Regions from separate parts of the Mus musculus genome. Here regions 1, 3 and 4 are each linked to region 2. Evidence: chromatin contacts called from public Hi-C and promoter capture Hi-C data. All regions are on one chromosome and are shown on one strand. The core of a region is the stretch at or near the end of the contact, and the rest is flanking DNA. Distances in the headings are between cores, read along the strand shown. Region 1 holds the start of Baiap2l1 (BAI1-associated protein 2-like 1). Region 2 holds the start of Gtf3a (general transcription factor III A). Region 3 holds the start of Uspl1 (ubiquitin specific peptidase like 1). Region 4 holds the start of B3glct (beta-3-glucosyltransferase).

Region 1 (4,881 bases), core at 1,256-3,755, 2.6 Mb before region 2:
TAGGAAAGCTAGCCTAGACTACATATACAAGAGTGTCTTTAAAAAAAGAATAAGGAAAAAAACAAACAAACAAATAAACAACAACAACAACAACTAAATAGCTAGGAGTTGTAGTGCTTTAACCTCAGCCCTTGGGAGGGGGCAGAGGAAGGTGAACTTCTGAATCTGAGGTCAACCGGGTCTACATATCAAATTCCAGGCCAATCAGGGCTACATAGTGAGACCCTGTCAGAAAACAAAACATCCCCAAAAGGACTAACTATGCCTTACGTCTACCAATGCGGATAACCAAAACAACAAAATCAACAGTCAACAACAACCAAACCAACAAAATCAACAGTCTTCCTCTTACTCCAGCTCTGTGGGTAGAAAGACAGGCCAAGGTGGTTCATTTTTGTGGTACTGTAATCTGCCTGCCCACACCAACCAAAGGTTTCTCAGTCAGAAGTGAGAAAAAGAACAGTTTGCTCAGGGCATCTGATTGCTTGTCTAAAGTTGACATTTTCTTTCCAGACCAGCAAGATAAACAATCAATTGTGTTTGAGAAACTTAACTGTGCCTGTGTTTTCCACTGCAGCAGATGCTCGGATTCCACGCACAGACTACAATAAATAACCCACATTCCTCAGTTATGGTTTTTCCTTGACTGAGTATTCATCTGAGTATCTTGTCTCCCCCACGCTAGGGCATTTTACTTCCATACTCTGTCGACACCCCACACCCCAGTTCTACCGGCTTCACATCATTTAAGTCTGAACAATGCCAATCCAAATACAAGGCTTTAAACATTCAAATTTCTGGCATTTCTAAAAATTATCATTTAATTAAGGAAGCACACTAATAGGAACAGGTTTTGGTCACAGTTGTGAACCTTCAAAATCATAATAATACAGTCTACTTTGTCTATCTAGAATAAATGTTATAGTGCACACATGGAGGGGTGGATATGATTTGGAGCCACAATGAATTCTGAAAATATTTTCATGCTGCTTTAAAATGATTTTCCAGCAACTCAATAAATTCTGATTTCAGGAACTAAGACCTTGCAAATCTAGAAACTCAATTTTAGGGGTGAAAAAAAAAAAACTAGAGAAATGACCAAAGAGTGGGTGAAAAAAGAATCTAGAGAAATGACCAAAGAGTGGGTTTTAATCATGACTACAAGTAAATTTAGAGAACTTTAAATCTCAGGGGTTCAGTGGACCTAAGTGGAATTAAAACAAAAGTTGTTTTGTATTCTATTAATAGCAGATGATTAAACGGATATCTCATTTCAAATGGAATTCATTTATAAGTACTTAAACTTACTAAACTGGCCACTAATCCCATGTCTGTTTCTGGAAAAATTCTCTCACATAACATGCCAGTTAAGCGACCAATCACCACACGTTCTGTCAGCTTAAGTCAATTCTTATTAAAATCTCAGTGCTCTCTGACTCCAATAACCTCCCCAAATCATGAACGTAGAAACAGTCCAACTGCGGGCGAACATGCTCATAATAATTGTATATAGATGTATAAAACTGTCAAAACGCTAAACAAAAAGTAATCAAAAGCCAAATCGAACTTAAAAGCTACTGTATGAAAGAGTCCAAGAGGGCGAAGGCGTTTCAAGTCTTCCCAGGAGCAGATTCCCTGGCAGCCTAGAAAATTCCCTGAGCCGAGGGAGCCAGGCTCACCTGGCGATGGATTCCTAATTACGGAGGAGTTTCTCCCCTACATTCTTTCTTTTCTCCGAGGAAACTCGAGCTTGTCTCTTTTCTCTCTCTCTTTTGGATCTGGGGAGGGGTTAGCCCCAGCGGTCAGACCAGCGCAGTCACTGACCACAAAGAGAAGTTGGGGGAGGATAAGAACCTCTCGGGGACCCCGCGGATTGTCGTCCACGTCTCCAATCCCCTTCCCCCAACACGGGAAATGTGGGGTCCCTGGGAGTCTCCAAGGGTCCAAGGGGGAAGGGGAGGCCCTTATCATGTAAAGTCCCCACTTTATCTCAAAAGCGAAAAAGAATCTCGACCGACCCCGCTGGCGACAATGGTCAGCTGCTTGTCCGGGCTCACGTTCCTGGCCTCGAACCCTGGAGTTCCCAAGTCTCCGGGCCTCCCAGCCTCCGCCCTCAGCCTGGAACCACAGAGTCCCGGATCCCCCCGGTCTCCCGTCTCGAGCTCCGCAAAGTCCCACACTTACCCGGTACGTGTTCTCCGTGAGCCGGTTCACCTCCTCCGGCCCCCGAGACATGGCTGCAGCCTCCGGGAGGGCGAGCGCGGGAGGACGCGGCGGGGCCTCGTGGCCGCCGGGCGGCGGGAGCGCCTAGGACTTGAGACTGAGTGGTCCTTGAGAGTCGGCCGCCGCCACAGCTGTCAGCGGGAGAGAGTCAGTGCGCGTCTCTGCTGCCAAAATGTCAAAACTTTGCGGCGCTTCGGTCTGTAAGGAGCTGCGAGGTAGACGTAGCCTGCCAAGGCTGGGACGAGCAAAGGGACGGGCAGCCCCACCTGAGGCGGGCGGAGTGGGCGGGGCCGTACGGCCAGAGGGCGGGGCAGCCCCACCTGAGGTGGGCGGGGCCTAGGCTGAGTACTCTAGAGTGGGCGGGGCGGCCTCGCGCGGAGACAGCCTGGTGGGAGGGTCGATCTTTTGGGGCAACCGGGGGAACCTGGAAGAGACTTGTTGCGCTAGGTGGGCGTGGCCTAGGGGCTTGCTAAGCGGAGCAGAAGCCCGGCCAGCGCGCCGGACTGATTGGCCCCAGCTGAGACGTGGAGCGGGGGTGGGGTCTGAGAGGCCAACAAGAGGGAGAAGCCAAGGGGAGGGGACGCGCCCTTACTCCCCCCACCTGAAATGGACTGATGGGCGTGGCCTAGATGGCGGATGGGCGTGGCCGAAACAAGAAGGGACGGAGTGAACGAAGTCGCCCTAGCTGTGTCCGCCAGAGTGGCACCGCAGAGTTGAGCCGGTGGGCGCGGTCTAGCAGACCGATGGGCGGTGCTGAAGCGAGGATGGCGTGGTTTAGACAGCCCCAGCTGAGGCAGGCAAGGGAATGGGAGAGTCTTCCTCGTGTGGGCGTGGCTGAGCAGCCTGGTGGGCGAGGCTGGAGCAGTACAAGGCGAGGTGGCTGGACCCAGTGGACCAGGCCATCTCGCCTAAGGCTTGGCAGTGGAGGTAATACCTCTGTTCGCCCTCTCCCGGCCCTCCCAGAGTTCCAGCCAAGCCCCTACACTGTGGTGTCTTTTAGAACAGGACCTGGACCTTTGGGCTTCTAGGTCTTTGGTCTAGTGTCCGCCACAAGGTGCTGGCTCTGAAAGCTCGAGGCTCACATCCTCCGCAGGTGAATCCTCTAAGCTCTCTGCCTTTGAGTAACTTCCACATACCTCCTACGAATCGGTTTCCCTGATTGAAGGTCCACGGGGCATGGTTTCTCATGGATGGAGCCACCCACAATTTTGAAAGTTCCGGGGTGCCAAAAAAAGTAACTAACGCCAAGATCTGATTACTGGAATAACAGAACATTAAGAATAAGTTTAAAATCCCATGCTTTACAACTATGTAAATCACAAGACTGTCTAAAAATTTCCTCTGTGTGTGTGTGTGTGTGTGTGTGTGTTACAAGAAGTCAACCTTGGGCGTCATTCCTCAGCCGATATCTACTATATATATCTTGGAGACAGAGTCTCTTACTGAAGTAGCTAAAAAGGATAGACTGATGGCTATCAAGTCTCCACAAGCCCCATGAATCCACCTGTCTCCCAAATTCCCAGCACTGGGAGTACAAGAGCATATCTACTGTATGTAGCTTTTCACATGGGTTCCGCAGATGGAACCCAGGTCCCAATGTTCGCACCACAGGCACTTTACAAACTGACCCATTTCCTCAGCCCCCAGGTCGGCTGAGGCGTCTAGGATGTCTGTGCTTTCTTTCATCTTGTAGAGGCCATGTAGGTGTGTGGCTCCTGGCACATTATTTAAAACTTTTATTTTATGTGTAAGCTACTTGGACTGCATGTATGTCATCTGTGACTGATACATATATATGTACATGCCTGGTGCATATGTCAGAGGTCAGAAGAGGGCTTCAGATTCCCTGAAACTTGGGTTGCAGAAGGTTGTGACCATCATGTGGGTACTGGGAAACAAACCTAGGTCCTCTGGAAGAACAGCCAGTGTTCTTAACTACTGAGCTGTCTCCCTAGTCCTTCCTGGTGCTTCCTGTTGTCTACCCAGTCACACCCAACCCAGCTCTGAACATGTCCTAGAGTACACACCTAGGACTGAGGTGACCCAGACTCCAGGGCCACAGCAACCTTCTCCTAGCAGAAAACACACTCAGCGCTTGAGACTTGAACTCAGCCGGAGTGGGCAAGGCTTTATTTTTAAAAGCTGTCCAGGTACGATTGCTTTGTTTATGAGCTTGGAGGATACGAAGCTTCTAAACTGCTCCAGGATAAAGTTCACTGGGAAATACACACAAAGAAAGCACTGTGTGCCCCAGATGGAAACACTGAAAGTATGGGATGACTCTGGACTTAGAACAGACACAAGCACTTGGACTCTGGGGCAGTCTTATCACGTTTTGCAGGCTATAAAACATATCTGGCTTGGGAAGCAAATGGTGGTTGGTGTGGGTTGCATGGTGGAGGGAATAACACCTCAGCCCTATGTTGGAGGCAGTGGGAGACGCTCCCCATGTCTTTAAAGGATCTTTAGGAGCTGGCTCAGAAAATGTGCCAACTGGGGTTCACTTGTCATATGCGGGGTGGTAAGCAGGACTCTATAATTACTACCATTACATATTAGGGTTCACCAAGGGTGTCTTCTGGCTTTTATTTGAACTTGAAAACTCCTTGTCTTTCCTTGGCAGATCCCCTTTTTGTCTCAGAACCTCTTTCTGTGTCT
Region 2 (5,245 bases), core at 1,516-4,015:
CCCCCAAAAATCTCTAGTCCCACCTTTTCTTTCCACTGCCTAATCACAGGCTCTAGCCTTTATGACCAGTTAAAATGGGGAGAATGTTCATGTGAAATCACTTGAGTAGTGATCTAGTTGAGTTGGGGCAGCCCTTCTTGAGGAAGCAGAATTAACATTAGAATAAAAACAGCACAAGGGTTAAACCACAACAGGCCAGGGTTAAAATGTTTTAATGAAGGACTGACTGTGGCAAAATCCTCTAGGGCTTTAGGGCCTGGGGTCTTACCTGGCTGCTGGCCAGAGGTCACGGTTAGTACTTTACCATAGAGACTTCTCCAACACAGAAGCTTCAAAAGTGTCCATTGCCAAGAATTTCACTGGAGGCAAGGAGGAACCTTCCTCAGAAAGATGGAAATGCCATGCGAGCTACTTTACACAGGGCTAAGTAATTAAAACACAGTAGCTCACACAAGGTCATCATTTCATACAATTCTTACAACTGTGGGCCACAGACATTATAATTGTTATTTGCAGAAAACATGGATTTCAGAGAAATTAATTAGTTAACTCTGGTCAATTCAGAAATAGGGTGCAGAGTCAGGTCGCAGAAGCCCACGCCTCTGACTTACACCGGGGCAGCTGAGTCACCATTACACCTAAGCATTTCTACGCCCTCTCCTTTCCAGTTGTCTGGTTACCCCCTCAAGACCAGACACCTGACTTTGTTGATGACAATGGCCTCTTAGTGTGCATTTAGTATTTCAGAACTTTCTTTCCCATCCACTATATGGCCACTTCTTCTTTAGTATCATATTTATCCTCTCAAGCGTTGGATTAAAAAAAAAAACGATCTCTATGATTCTTTCTAATCATAGACAATGCTAGAGCGGGAAGGAGCAGCTTCTGGAAGGGACGTCTTCCTCAGTTGTGGGCTGTGGTGTGGTGAGGGCTAAGGGTTCTCAACGTGCCACCCGGTGACACGTCAGCCGGATGGGAAGGTCTTGATGGAATAAACAGAGACAGGATGCAATCTGGAATTGTTTGTGGGAAGAATAACCCCGAGTAGCAGAATGCTCTTCATGAAGTTGAGGATGAAGTGAAGTCTCCTTGAATAGCCCTGTTCTGATGGGATCATAGCTCTCACCCACCCTGCAAACCATGTTGGGTTCAGCATTCAGGAGTGAAAAAGATCTCCAGCCACTTTGGATGAAGGCTAATAAATGAACTTCACTAGCTGGAATAGAGATGCAACAGTTCTAGCTATGGCTTATGTTTATTTGTTTTGTTTGTTTTATTTTTTTTGAGATAGGGGTTCTCTGTGTAGCCTTGGATGTCCTGGAACTCACTCTGTAAGAGCAAGCTGGCTTTGAATTCAGAGATCCACCTGTTTCTGCCTCCTGTGTGGGGTTAAAGCCATGCACTACCACTACTGGGCTAGTTCTGTCCATGTTCATGACTCACAATCTGCCCCCCTCCCCCAAACACACTCCCCATTCCCGAAACTGGTATGTTAGGGTCTGGAAAGAACCTGAATCCTGGCTGGGTCCCATATTGTCTAACCAGGGTTATCAAGCAGGAGGAGAAAAAGAAGATGAAGAAGTCCAGGCTGCTTGACTGAGACCAAAATCCTTGGAAAACAATGGTCACAGGGGTGGGATCTCAGAATCTTCTAGAAGCTCATCTTCAGGGAAAAGGAGAGACAGAAGACTGGAGCTGAAAGAAGAGTGTCCGCTGATGGGGTAGAGCAGACAAGAGAGTGAGAAAGGGGAAGAGGGACTGGAAGGAAGGAAGAGCCGGCCAGCAATCTGCACATGCGCATGGGGCATGACTACAAGGAGCAGAGGGGGCCGTGAGCATGAGATCCCAACAGGGCCGCACAGAGAATGACCTGTCAACAGTGTTGAGACCGCCCTCCATTCAATCCTTTTTCTTGTAGATTAGTTTGACTGGAATAAAGTACATTTTAACCTTCTTCAGTAAAGATATTCATTAAAAAAAAAAAAAAAAAAAAAAAAAAGCTGGGTGTGGTGGCGCACGCCTTTAATCCCAGCACTCGGGAGGCAGAGGCAGGCGGATTTCTGAGTTCGAGGCCAGCCTGGTCTACAAAGTGAAGTCCAGGTCAGCCAGGGCTATACAGAGAAACCCTGTCTCGAAAAACCAAAACCAAACAAACAAACAAACAAACAAACAAGCTTTAAGATTTCCCATGGTTGTCGTCATCCAACTAGCAGAAAGATCGGTTCTGCCCTTCATTGATGCACTACACTTTGCCAGGGAGGATTCGAATAGGGTATTTTCCAGTCTCTGCCATTACGGAGATTAAATCAAGATAAGGGAAAGAGGAAATCCCACAACTGAAAACAGCGTCAAACACTAGAGGACTCAGTGATACAAAAGGAAAGTTGACAAAACACCAGCACAATTGCTGTCAGAAATTAAGGTTTAATTGGTCCTGGTTAAGTTCTGGGCTTCGGAATTTTGAAAAAAAATTCCACGTGACTCGAAGGAGCAGACAAGCTTGGGATTCACCATGTCCTGAGGCTAGTGGCAGGATGCAGAGGGCAAAACTGGAATGTGAAAAACAGGCCACCTTAAGTCATGTCAGGTTGATATTTGGGACGTTTAAGCAGCGCTTCCGTTTCCCTAAGCCGCGAAACCAGAGCCCAGAGCCTGGCTGCCTCTCGCCGTGGACGAGTCCTGGATGCGCATGTGCAACCGGGCTCTACGGCCTCTGGGAGCATGCGCAGTCGTGGCGCGCGTGGGGGGGGGGCTAAGGGGCGGGGCCTGGAGCCTTAGCGGGCCGCGTTCCCGGAAGTTCAAAGTCTCCGGGCGCCAGTGGCTTGCGTCCCGCGTTCCCGGGGACGGCACGTGGCTGCCCCGCGTCAGCCCGGGCCCGATCGTGTCGCCCTGGAGCCGCGGGTGTCAGTCGCGGAAGCGGTGTCGTCGCTGACCATCGCGGATGCGTTCGTCGGGGCCTGTGAGGGCCCCGCGCCGCCGCGCCCCGCGCTGCCCAGCAGGTTCATCTGCTCCTTTCCCGACTGCAGCGCCAGTTACAACAAAGCCTGGAAGCTAGACGCGCACCTATGCAAACACACGGGGGAGGTAACCTGGCCGCCCGTGTGCACGGCAGGGCCTGGCGCAGGGGCTGCGTCCTGGGCTTGGCTGGGGCAGGGCAGGGCAGGGCAGGGCAGGGCAGGGCAGGGCAGGGCAGGGCAGGCGCTCTGCAAAGACCGAATTCTAGGATGTCAGGATTTCCTGCAAGCAACAAGTGTGCACCCTTTTAATTGCAGGCGGGCTTTGGTCGGGTACTAAGGCTGTGGGTAAAGGTGGTCAGGAAAAGCCTTCCTGCTTGGCCCTTTACCCTGGTTCTTATATTTGGTTGTACCCTGGTCTATCTCTTGACAGACTTACCAACCCACTGTTGTCCCTCATAACATACTTTGTAACTTTATCCCTGTTTCTCTTTGACCATTCTGTTCCCACATTTTGGCCTTTCTTTGTCCCTGTGTCCGAGGCAGAGCTTGCTTTCTAGTGGACACTTAAAAGTTGTGGTTCATCACCATCATCATTATTATCATTGTTTTTTTGAGACGGGGTTTCTCTGTGTAACTCACTCTGAACTCACTCTGTAGACCTGACTGGCCTCGAACTCAAAGATCCACTTGCCTCTGCCTCCAGAGTGCTAGTATTAAAGGTGTGCACCACCACACGTGGCTTTGAAGTTGTGTTTATTGTTCCAAACTCGACAATAATTTGATTAGTACGGGTCCTGCCCTGGGACTGGATCTGAACAAGGTTCTTTGACGCCGTGCTGAGCAGTGTGGCTCACTTGTGTCTTCCTGTCCACTGGCTGTGATTGAAGGCTTGATGCCACCTTTCCTGTATTTCAGATTATTTCCATAGTTGGGAAACACAGAACTGGATGTTAGGATATGATATAGCTTTACTGTGGATTCATGACAGCATCCCCTTCCCCACCTCCAGGGTCCCACTTGGAGATTGTGTTTGGGGCTGGGAGCTGTTTCCTTCGGTTGCCTTTGCACCTGTGAGCTTTTTCAGCTGTTGTGACACATTTAACTGTCTCTGTGCCTGCTATCTCTTAGTATGGACACAGGTCACCTGCGATGAGATGCAACCTTTCCTCTGCCTCTTTGCTGTAAAATGATGCTGTAGCAGAGATCTGGGCAGACAGGCTATCTGGGTTCAAAGCCACCTTGAAAAGGGGTTTGCTGGGGAAGCCTGCACCCCATAGGAGCAGGCTAACCTGCCTATCAGATGCTGGACATCCATAGAACAATAGCCTGTGTGCCACGGTGACTTGTGGGACGATGGGGTGTTTTTGATGTGGAACTTGGTTCTACAGTGCCTGTGTTTGGCAGGCACCTTTCTGAATGGACACGTCTCTGGAGGGAAATCTGAGGTGTTGCCTGCCACAAGTCAGACTTTTAACAGCACAGAGCTGAGGAGATGGCTCAGTGAGAGGGGTACTTGCAGCCCGACCTAGGGACCTCACAGGGTAGAAGGAAAGAAGTCACTCTGGGAAGATGTCCTCTGACCTCCACGTGTATGCCGTGGTGCAAACATGCCCCCCTTCCCCAACAGAAATCATTTTTTTTTTAATGTAAAAACTTTCTTTTCTCCCCCCTTCCTTTCTGCTAGAGGCCATTTGTTTGCGACTATGAGGGCTGTGGCAAGGCCTTCATCAGAGACTACCATCTGAGCCGGCATGTCCTGATTCACACCGGGGAAAAGCCGTTTGTGTGAGTAGGGGGTTGGCCAGGCCAGGCCAGGCCACTGGAGTAGGTTATGGTTGGCACGTAGGCCTGGCAGGGTGACTGGTGATTTTTAGGATGAAGAATAGAGGGCTGGCAGGTGAAATGGCTTAGCGGGTAAAAGTGCTTGCCACCACACTTGACAACCTGAGTCTGACCCTCAGAAATGTTGTCTGTGGCTCAGACTGGCTTCCTTTCCTGTCACACGTGGGCGAGCAGGTGACTTTATGACAGTGGTAGCTTTGTGCTCAGATGATATACAGTCCATGTCCCTTGACTGTGTCACGGAATGGCCTCTGCTGCTTTCTTTTTTATCTTCCCCTGTATGCTTGGTACTTGTGGAGACCAGAAGAGGGCATCTGAGTCCCTGGAATTAGAGTTAAAGATGGTGACAGGGCACCATGAAGGTGCCAGGAACTCAGCCTGGGTCCTTTCCAAGAGCAGCCAGTGCTGTTAACCATTGAACCATCTCTCCAGCCCCCTAAAGTGTC
Region 3 (5,588 bases), core at 1,129-3,628, 2.2 Mb after region 2:
TTGCACCAGTTTTTACTACCAAAGAGCTTTTGGTTTTTCCAGCTTTCTGAAGATAAGATTTAGTAAAGGGATTATAGACTGTACTCTGGAAAGTCAGGCTGCCCGGGTACATGGTGCACAGGTGAAGGACAGAGGTGGATGCTAACGGTCTTCCTTTCTCTCGGCTTACTTTTTGAGACAGGGTCTCTAACTGAATCTGGGGCTCACAGATTCAGCCAGGCTGAGTGGCTAGTGAGCCCCTGGGATCCACAGATCTGCACCTCCCCCAGCCTGGGATAACAGATGCATACAGTTGGGCCAAGCTTTATCAAAGTGCTGGGGCTTCCAGTTCAGGCCCTCATTACTGCAGGGAGAATAACTTACTGATGGAAGTCGTTTCTGCAGTCCAGTAAATTGTCAATGAGACCAGAATACACAACCACCGCAGGGTTTGATTTTAGGACAAGTCTCAACTCTAAGCACTCATTTGTTATATAGCCCAAGCTGGCTTCCACCCAAGGTCCTCCTGAGTGCTGGGCTTACAGAGGTGTCCACCATACCTGGCTTAGAGGTAGCATTTATATCCCAGGTTGGTGCTAAAGGTTTGTTTTCAGTTAAGGAATACAACAGAAAAAAAGAACAAGAGCTCACAAAATGATCTGCAGAGCACTGTATTCCTATTGCAGCTTAATTAATTATTAGTTAAATAAAAGCTTCCATTTATTGAATATGAATTTCTAAGTGGAAATAGATAAACCTACTTTAGTTTACTGAGGTTAACTATACTCTCTATGGGACCAATGTATATAAAAACAGGCACTCTGCATACTGTGGAAAGAATACACAGAAGTACATGGTATCTTCTCAGCTGGGGACTATTATTAACCTGAAGTAAATTGGGAATTTTCTCCCCCCCCCTCCCCGACCCGCCATATTCCATCTTCATTTTGTTTGTCACTATTAAGTTTTTCTGGCCAAAAATTTTGTTTTAATAAATTTTTCATTAAAGACAGCAATAATCCATTTTTATTTTTATTCTAGTTGTTTGTGGATGTTGCTTTACACCTCAAAAGTCGGGTTACATTTTAACTGAACCAACTAGATCATTCAATTTATGAGCTGACATTCAGCAAGTGTTTATTGGGAGGGGAAGTGTACTCCACTCTAAAAATGGAAATAGCATGTTGAATAAGAAAACAATCCTATTAATCTTGGCTACTCTCTCAGGAAGAAATACTTTCTCAAAAACCTCATAATCCATACAAAAAGAAATCTTACTTGTTTGATCTTACAACAAATATACCAGTACAGTATGTAGTGTAAATGCAAAGATAAATAAAATTAAAAAAAAGCAAAACCTAACCAGTCTATTTTCGTCATGAGAGAGGAGAAAAAAAACCCTAACAAAGTCTCTGTTGGAACGCTCAGCGATTTCCATTCCTAAGTACCACAAACTGAAATTCTTTTATTGAATAATTTCTTCCTACAGCGGACTTGTTTCCCCCATTGCACGCTACCAAAATTATCAGTATTCTGCCAGAACATGGTCGTTTAAGACCACTAATGAAACCCTACAGGACCGCAATCCAAAATGCCAGTCATGATTCCTGTAAGGTCCAGAAAAAATCCCAAATTGTAGTCCCAGGCCACGGAAACAGTCTATGCAAAGGACTCCAAGAATAGGATGTCCTCATGGACGCGATCAGTCATGACCTCCCTGACACCACATGACCTTTCTACGAAGGCAGTTCTTAAAACTTAGCAACTGAGCTCTCCCCTCTCTGAAGTTCAAGGAGGCAGGGCGGCTGCTGAGATGCGCGGGTCGGCTGCTCAGTGCCACCCCGGGTCAAGTGCTCGTCTTTCGCTACCCCCCTTACCGTGAGCAGATCAGAGAGGGAAGAAAGAAAAAGTGGCCTCCAAGGATGGGTTTGGGGAAGAAGGGAGGGGCAGCTCCGTGTGTGGTAACCGTTTGTGAACACGTAGGGTGGTGGCGCGCGGGCCGAAAAGAACCAACTATGGGAGCCCGTCGTGGCGTCCGCCATGACGGCCCGCCAGGGAGGCCCATCACTGCGCCTGCGCGCCAGGCAGGCAGCCGCCCAGCGACCTCTCCTTCCTCTGCCGCGTAATCCCTCCGCTGAAGGCCGCGCACTAATTTTAATCACGCCCCGCCCCCTAGCCTCTGGCGTCACCTCCGCCACTCCAGCGCTTTCCAGCAGCTTCCAGAACCAAGCCTGCCCCACCCCCTCCAGCTCCCTCCCCCTCCCCCTCCCCCGTCCTCCCGACTCACACTTTGCAGGCTCTGTAGCGAGGGGCCCCGCCCTGTCGCCGCAGTTCCCACTGCGCCTGCGCCTGCTGGGCGGGCAAGCCACGCCTCTGCGGAGCCCTGCCGGAAGTGCTCTGGTCTTCCCCTTCCCCGGCCCTGCCCGCGTGCTCTCAAGCAGGGCTGCCTGCCGCAGGAAAGTGTTTGTGGGGTAGCTCTTGGGCGGCGGACTCGCAGGCGGAAGTTGCTTTCCTGGCGGAGAGGGCTGTGGGGGAGGAGCCGTCCGAGGGAACGTGGGTTGAACGTTACGGTTAGATGGTGGGGACCTCAAGCTGGAAGAGGAGTTCGGGTCCACTGTATGCGAAGAAGGAGCGTACTTCGGGAGGGTAAGGAAGACAGTAGTTCCCTCGGGAAGTAGAAATTGGGACGGCTGGAGTGCCCGGGGTGGGTCGTTGGCGCGCTGAAAAGATGGGGTAGGAACGAGGTTGTGGTGGGCAAGGTGGAGGATGGAGGTGCAGGCTGGGTCTTCAGGTTCCGGTTAGGCTCAAAGAGGTAAACGCTGAAGAGAAACCAGAGTTTGTGCCCGCCCCACGAAGAGCGTGGAGATGGGCTGGGTAACGGAACGCCGCGCCTCTTGGACTTCCTTGGTAGGCTTTTGAAGCTCAGTTCGCGTGGACCCATCCGTCTCAAATTCGGGAAGCTGGACTGGGTACCAAGCAGTATTGGGCTCTGTAAAGCCTATCCCTTCGCTGGGGCTTAAGTCTGCTGGCCTTGAAAATTCATATGCAGAGCCGAGAGATAAAGCTCCGAAGGGTTCCAGGCCCTTTGAATACCTGTAATAGTTTCTACACATGCAGTGAATTAAATTTAAATCCCTCTCGTGATTGGCTGCTAAATGGATCTATTCTGGGCTGATATCTCCCATTAAGGTCTCCGGAATGCGACTTACCTACGTTGAAGGTGGGGGCTCGGTGGTGGGCGTAGGTAAGAGGAAAAGTGCCGGAGATGAACACTGGAAAACCTTGGTTGTTCTCCTTGAAATAAGCTCATGTCATAATCTTTAGGATGTACTGAGCTGTTTGGGCGGACTTCCTACAATCAGATTGGATTAAATAGGTGGTTTGAAGCGGAGCTGTCATTTTGACAGTGATATGAATGGAAAGAGAGACAAGTTCGAAACATTTCCAAAGCCTCGTTCACGAGTTTAGATGGCGCCTACTGTGCAAACATGGGAGATGAGAGTGAGTAGACGGCACAAACTTTCTAGTCTGTATTTGGAAACCCAAAAGATGCCAAAATTTAGATACTGTACAGGGAGGAGCTAGCAGTTACACTTGGAGAAAAGATAATGAAGGTAATTTATTCCTAGACAAATTGAAATTTGAGACCCACCCCGGGGTTTTGTGTATAATACAGTGCTTGAAAAACCCCAAGAGTCTACTTCTGGTATTTTAAAACTTGAATATTCTTTGGGGAGGGGGAATTTCTTAATATTGTTTAGTGTTTCTACTACCATCTTAATGGGTCTCCTCCCTCCTTCTCTCCTTCCCTCCCTCTCCTTTCCTTCCTTCCATAGACAGGGTCTCACTATATAAACCTTCCTGGCTTGGAATTCACTGTGTGAAACAGGCTGGCTTGAAACTCACAGAAATCTGCAGTAGTTCTATTGAGAGAGATCTGTGCAATGGAATTAAAAGGCTTAAAGGCGTGCATCAACCACCATGCTCGAATATGCCTTGACTTCTTTATTGACAGGAAAGCAGACTTGAAGGTTTCTCATTTTTACCTCCATATTGAGAAAGAACCTTATTCCACACAGTTACCTAGACCCTCAGGCAGATAAAAAGTTTTCTCAACACCCTTTTTAGGAGTCTGCAGGTTTCTCTTCTGAGAATGAATGCAGAATGACAGAAGCAACACATCTCTTTCCCTCAGAGCAAAGTAGACCAGATGGTAACTGTAACTTAGGTGTTAGTATCTTGTCAGCGCAACTTCATTTTGTTCTTAGAACAAATCCAGGTGTGTAGCCTAGGCTTTTACCACTTAAGCACATTGACTTTCCTGTGCCCTGTAATTCTCTAGGTTATAAGTAGAACCAGCTAACAGTTGTGATTACTTTTCCAGCTTCTGGAAATTGAGATTCACTAATACTGACCTCTCTTTGTGTGTCTGTCTCTCTCTCTGACTCTCTGTCTCTCTCAGCCCAGGTAGACTTTGAGTTCCTTTGTAGCTGAGGCTGGCCTTAACTTGTACCTGCGTCCTCCTCCTGAGTGGGCACAGATGTCTTTCAAACTGTGTGTATATTTTTGGAATTACTATGTTTTCTTCACAGGAAAGGCTTTTCAGACTTTTCAGCCAGGACAGAAAAGCATAACTAGTTTTTTGTTTTGTTTTTCGAGGCAGATTTCTCTGTAGACTAGGTGGCCTCAAATTCACCGAGATGTCTGCCTTTGCTCCCTAGTGGCTAGGGTTAAAGACATGGACCACACTCACCCAGTACATAACAAGTTTTTAAAAGTGGATCTGTGAGCCAGAAGGTGGTTGTTCTAGAATTACAGATCCATAGGTTTTGGAAAGACTTATGCTTGAAGTTTCAACTCCTTAGCTACATGATAATTTACCTTTGCTTAAACGTCTTTTAGGTCTGCTTTTGTTGTAATTTAAGTCCATTTTTTTCCCTTGTATTGAGCTGTGTCTCATGATTTTTTGCTCTCCGATCTTGGAAATAGGTCTGCTCTGTGGAAATACACTCAAGGCATGCATGTGAAATTTATTTGTCTTACAGAAATACTTATACTATTGTTCTGATACAGATTATTTATAAAGAACATAATATTTTGTGGGTAGCTTTTTAAATTCTGCTGGTTATGAGCCTTTAATCCCAGTGCTTGGGAGGCACAGGTAAGCAGAGTTCAAGGTCCTTTCTTTCTCTGGTAGAACAGTGGGTCTGAAGGACTTAGGTGCTTTCTCATTGTAACAACGACACGGTTTTTTATAGAGACTGGAAAGCTTAGGTTCTTCAACCTAGTTGACTAGCTTGCTCTGACAAGTAGCTACCTGTAGGGAGAGTTCTGTGTGTTAGGAAGCTGTATCCTGTGGTCACTCTCATACATTTACACATATCTACATACATGGAGGTGTTCTGAAGACTAGAGTCTAGGATATACTTATCCAAGAGCATGTAGCTCACAAACATACTTAATATCTCTTGTCTTATAAAATTGCAAACTCTCTTTTTAGAGTAAATAGGATTTTTATTTAATTGCCTGTTGACTTTTTTTTTCCAGGGTTCATTGAAAAATCCTTAGTGATTTTGACATGTTCCAAGTGACATAAATTAGCCAATGAC
Region 4 (5,139 bases), core at 897-3,396, 2.7 Mb after region 2:
TACCAATGACTGTATGGATATGTACTTATGTTGTTTTCCTTGGGTAGTTGTACAGATTGCTTTAAGTTACTTACATTTTAATAATTTTAAAAACCACCAGCCTGTCTGATCTTTTTCTCTGTGAGGTTCTTGACAGGAGATAGCTTGTACTAGCTGGGGCTTCTCACCCTATCCTTAAACAAGGAAAGTTGGACAGTCCTAGAAACTAGCACGGTGGTGACGACTCAGATGAAGAGGTGAGGATCCCATGGGAATGGAGCTATGGCCCGCTGTTCCTCATGTTACTCTCTTGGAGTAACTGAGATTTATTTTTCTCCTGTGGGAAACTGTCCCCTCACAGTGGGTGTCACAGGCAAGCCTCATTGTGTGTCTGTCAGTACCACTTCGAGCAGGTTGGCTTTGAGAGCTTTTTCTCCTAGTGATGGGGGAGGACGCCCAGGGAGTCTATTTATCATATGGCCAGAATCACAGAAAGGCAGTCCTTTCCTCAAACTTGAGTCATGGAGCTGTGTGATGTGTCATTTGTCATTGTCCTCTGTGAAGATGCTGAAGACAGGCAAGTTTATTACTTAAAGGATGGGCTCTCGCCCTTACCGTCCAATCTCCTACACTCCTCCTGGAATACAGTCATGTTGGATCATGATGAAAATTTCAATTAAAAATTTGTATTTGATTGACTTTTACTTATGTGCAGATGTGTAACCCTATGTGTAGGCCTGTGCGTGAGATGCCAGTATCTGCAGAAGCCAGAGGCATCAGATGGATCATCGGATCGGCCACTCTGGAGTTTGAGTTACTGGCAGTCATAAGCCAACAAATGTGGATGTAGGAATGGAACTCAGGCCCTCCAGGAGAGTAGTACATGGTCTTAATCACTGAGTCACCTCTCCATCCTTCCAGGATAATTTCAATGAAAAGTCTGATCCACTAAGCCCTCAAAGTTGTTTGCTACCAAAGTAGGGTCCTCAGTTGTGTTACTTGGCTACTAGATTTTTCTCTCTATTTACATCTTGTTTATAGGTACGGTGTCTAACAAAGGGAAGGAATATTTCCTAGGAGAATGCTAGAAAACTTTAGCAATGGGAAACTGTCTATCAGCTTTAGAACTTCCCAAGAAAGCCCAAGGAGTTAAAGCAGCCAACCAAGAATTTGGAAAAACTGTAGCGCTGGTCTTCATCAGTCAAGAGACTGGCACCAGTCAACAAGAAACACACAGAAACTAAGAAATATGACTGCCAAAGTCTTTATGAGCAGGCTTGCCCTAGAGTTTTACTACCTGTGGTTGGGGGAGATGTTCGGTGAGTCATTTGTCCTGTGACCACAGTGGCTGAAAGGCAACTCTAGCTGCCCTCTAGCCTCGCATCATCTAAACACAAGCCAGGGTTGCTCAGTCAGTCTTTTTTACATCCTTGGAGATGCAGGAGAAACTGTGTTTCTGGGAAGGGTCCCTCTAATTCTTCCCTGTAATTGTTTCCCTCTTTGGTTCACTACAATGTAACTGTAAGGTCCTCAGGTGGAACTCTTCCAGGGTGGGAGGGAGACCCTTCAGGATTCTGTGCTGGAAGGAACTCTGCTTATGTGACTTTTCCACCTCACTCTTCTCTGTGTTCTTAATTGATTCATTTTCATCAAGTATCTTGAATACCCTCTCTCTTCCATCACAGTGAACACTCAAAATAACATTAATAAAAATTTAGCTTTACACCAACATCTATTAAGAGCAAAACTCCGGGCCAAAGCTATTAATCAAATTCCATTTAAGAAGAGGATATTAAGTAAATTAGTTGAGCTGATTAAAAACACCTTCATCAAAGTAGAACATCGGTGCCAACAATATTAAGAGTTGAATTATCGATTTTGCTTTTTATAAAAACTGAAGATAGTCCATTAGCAGGGAAGAAAAAAACGATCCTTCTTCCTTCACTTTGAGGACAGTAAGGGTGATCTACTGCTAGGGATGGGGAAAGAAGTTCTGGGAAGCGAAGGGCATGACGGCAGAGTTTGTCAGAGGGTCAGAAAAGAAGCTCTGAGGTCAGATGCCCAGAGGAGGGCGCGGTCCAGCTGGGCAGCAGGACCACCTACAACCGCGCCGGTTGCGAGCGTACACCGGGGCGCTCCCGATCCCGGCCGCCAGAGGGCGCAGCCCGAGCCGGCGCGGCGCCGGGAAGGAGGAGGGGAGCGCGAGAAGGGTCAGGCGCGCAGGGCGTCCGCGCAGCTCGGCTCCGGGAAGGGCGCGGAGCCTCTGCCTCCGGGATGCGGCCTCCCGCGCTGCTGGCGCTGTTCAGCTGCTCCGCGGGTAAGTAGCGAGCGGCCCGGGCGGGCGCGGGGAGGGAGTCCCGGGGCTGCTGGCCACCCCCGCGCGGTTCCGGCTGCCGCCCGCCCCGTCCCGCCCCGTCCCGGCCGCAGCGCCCTCTAGTGGCGCCACCCTCGGCCCGCGCCCTCTCCATCTCCGCCTCCTTCCGCCGGGGCACGCGGGCTGGTGGGGAGGGCGCGGCCGGGTCGGGAGCCAGAGCCGCGCAACTGCTAGAAACTTTACAAGAGGCCGCGCCTTTCCCGCCCCTGCGCGCCGCCCGTGCGCCCTGCGGTGCACACCTCGCGCCCCACTATGAGCACCCCGCCCTGTGCGCCCCCAGCGCCCCGCCGAATGCTTGCCGCGCTCCGCGGTGTGCACTCCGCACTCCACCGTAGCTATCCTACGCCCCACGGCATTCATGCCACGGCCCGCCGTGTGCACTCTGCGCCCCACTGTGTACACTCCGTGCGCCCCACCGTGTGCACCCTCTGCTTGTGCTTACTCCGTGCCCGGCCGTACACCCCCTGCTCTCTACCGTGTGCCCCTGTGTCCCACAGCTGTGCACTCATGGGTCCCATAGTTGTGCATCCCATACCCCTAGATGTGCATCCCCGCGCCCCACCTTGTGCACACCCCTCGATCCTCCATGTGCATTCCCAGTGCCTGGAGGTGCATATCCCAAGTTTCACCCCTCCCGACCTTGAATACCGTATCCCACCTCACCGTGCATACCCCGCATCCCACTGTGTGCACCCCGCTCTCTACCTTGTGCATCCCCCGTGTTCCGCCCTGTGCACCCTGTACCTCCTGTTGTGGACAACCTGCACTCGGCCATGGGCACCCCTTTTCCCACTCCTCCGTATGTACCCTGGATCTCCTGCTGTGCATGACCGGTGTCCCACTATCTACACCCCACCCCCACCCCCGCCCATCGCCCCAGTCAAGCACACACCGTTTTGCCTTAAATACTCCATGCATCCCATCGTGTGTTCCTTGAGACCCTACCCAGCTTTACAGAACCCTGATACAGCCATTAGCACGCCCCAAGGCGCGCCCCCCTCCCCGTATCCCTTGCGTCACCCCCACCCTGTACCCTCAGCTCCTGCAATTTCCCAGAGACCTCCTCTCTTTGTGTACCACTCCCTAGGAACCTACAAACTTGGCCTGCCTTCCTCCTAATGCAGTTGGGCAAGGAGGGGAGGGAGGACCGGGGTGCCCCGCGGAACCTTGAGGCCTCCGGGAAAATCAGAGAACTGGTCCCAGGCAGTCCAGTTGCCTGTTCCTTTCTTCCCGTTTTCTGGAGGCCGTTTCCTCCCCCTTTCAGCTAAGATGATGTGGAAAAAAAGTTATAAAGTCATTGCGAATGACTCTTTATGATATTTGTTCAAGTTTGAAAGCGTGGGTTAAAAAAAAAAAAAAAAAAGACTCTTTGCAGCTTGTCCTAATACTTTTCCCTAACCCTGACTTGTCTGTGAAAAGGCAGAATTTCAGTTTTAGAAATGGCAGAATGGCTCAGTTTAGGGAAAGATGTAGTCCACGAGAGCCTTGACAGCTCGTTTGGATTTGGATTTATGCTTTCCGAATAAGGACGTTTTTTGTTTTGCTTCTGTGTACCCCTGGCATTTCTTCTGGTGCTCACTAAGTGTGAGAAAATTGAGCAAGATTAGCTTGTAATTAATTGCTCACCCACATGATTAATTTGGCAACACTGTAATTTAAAATGTTAGGGCACCTTGGACCCAGAAGGTAGCAATTGATCATGAGGAATTTTGGCCAGAGATCATGGGTTGGAGAAAGCTTTGTTGAGTCCTGGAGAAAAGCAGGCAAGAGGGCTGGGAAACGCTGCTTCCAACGCCTGCTTTACTGCCCGTAGGCTTTGCAGCTAACCAGCTGGGTGGGTGATGGCTGAAATTGGCGTTCTGTTTATAGCATTGCATTTAATAATAATATTTGTATACTGCAGATGCAGCATATAGGCTGAAAGGCACATTAGTATTTTCATATCTTTTTAATACTCTTAAGGGGATATTTGATGTGATGATAACACAGGAAAGGACATTCAGAAAGAACTAAAATGTCAACATGTTTTTAGAGATATCTCCGAGCCTCACGACATCCATAGATAAGTATAGTAAATGAGGCATAAAACCCCTTAAAAGGTTTCCATGAGAGGCTGGGGAGATGGCTTAGCAGTTAAGAGCACTCACTAGCTGCTCCTGCAGAGGACCTGGGTTCAGTTCCCAGCACCCACATGGTGAATCATGACCATCTGTGACTCCAGTTCAGGGGGTTCTGATGCCCTCTTCTGACCTCTATAGGTGCCAGGCAAGATAAAATCAATCTTAAAAAAAAAATCCAAGCCCCTGTGAGACACAGTCTTGTGAACTGGCTTCCATGAGTTAGTACGGGAACAAGCCCCTTCTTTCTTTCATACCTGGTGTTTATTGTTCTGTACTTTGATATGGGGAGAGGGCCATTGAAATGCGGCCTCCACTCAGAATCCCATTGTAAGTAAGGTGATTTGTGAGTCATTAAATTATCCTGATAGTTTGGAAGGGGCTTTTATCCACCCCTGTAAGAGTGGTCTGACTGGGTAGTTTCCTCCCAAGCTAGCACATTCATTTTATATTTTATTTTAGGAAAGTCAATATAGAAATTTCATTTTAAACCTGCCTGCATGTATGCAGACAGGAAGTCGTGGCAGCTTCAGTCCTAGCGTCTGGAATGAGTTCCAGAGGGAGATTTACAGCTCCTTAGTCACCATTCGTGAGCTCTGTGGCCTTTTAGTGGCTTTGAGCCTACATTGTTTTATATAAAACATGGAGCAGGGACTTGATAGACGCCTG

Evidence for each region. Promoter capture Hi-C pulls out the DNA fragments that hold promoters and counts their contacts. Hi-C and Micro-C count contacts between places; a contact is called where the count stands out from the background. Capture Hi-C pulls out chosen DNA fragments and counts their contacts.
Region 1: a contact with region 2 is called in a promoter capture Hi-C map of pre-B cells, with 4 times the contacts expected there. The contact joins the promoter of Baiap2l1 here to the promoter of Gtf3a in region 2.
Region 3: a contact with region 2 is called in a promoter capture Hi-C map of liver, with 2.1 times the contacts expected there. The contact joins the promoter of Uspl1 here to the promoter of Gtf3a in region 2. A contact is called at or near these places in 1 of 39 promoter capture datasets (liver) and 2 of 9 other capture datasets (adipose tissue and liver).
Region 4: a contact with region 2 is called in a Hi-C map of CD8 T cells, with 8 times the contacts expected there. The contact joins the promoter of B3glct here to the promoter of Gtf3a in region 2. A contact is called at or near these places in 3 of 39 promoter capture datasets (the C10 cell line, liver and pre-B cells) and 1 of 484 Hi-C or Micro-C datasets (CD8 T cells).

The regions. Positions count from the first base shown.
Region 1 is chr5:144,355,607-144,360,487 of GRCm38.p6, forward strand. It overlaps Baiap2l1 (BAI1-associated protein 2-like 1), which reads right to left and starts at 2,506. Exons shown (of 14, transcript NM_025833.3): 1 at 2,185-2,506. The coding sequence starts at 2,235. It overlaps Dmrt1i (Dmrt1 interacting ncRNA), which reads left to right and starts at 2,317. Exons shown (of 2, transcript NR_102374.1): 1 at 2,317-2,438; 2 at 4,847-4,881.
Region 2 is chr5:146,945,892-146,951,136 of GRCm38.p6, forward strand. It overlaps Gtf3a (general transcription factor III A), which reads left to right and starts at 2,766. Exons shown (of 9, transcript NM_025652.3): 1 at 2,766-3,084; 2 at 4,642-4,742. The coding sequence starts at 2,890.
Region 3 is chr5:149,182,182-149,187,769 of GRCm38.p6, forward strand. Uspl1 (ubiquitin specific peptidase like 1) reads left to right here and starts at 2,379. Exons shown (of 9, transcript NM_001115149.1): 1 at 2,379-2,625; 2 at 5,527-5,588.
Region 4 is chr5:149,676,084-149,681,222 of GRCm38.p6, forward strand. It overlaps B3glct (beta-3-glucosyltransferase), which reads left to right and starts at 2,147. Exons shown (of 15, transcript NM_001081204.2): 1 at 2,147-2,296. The coding sequence starts at 2,254.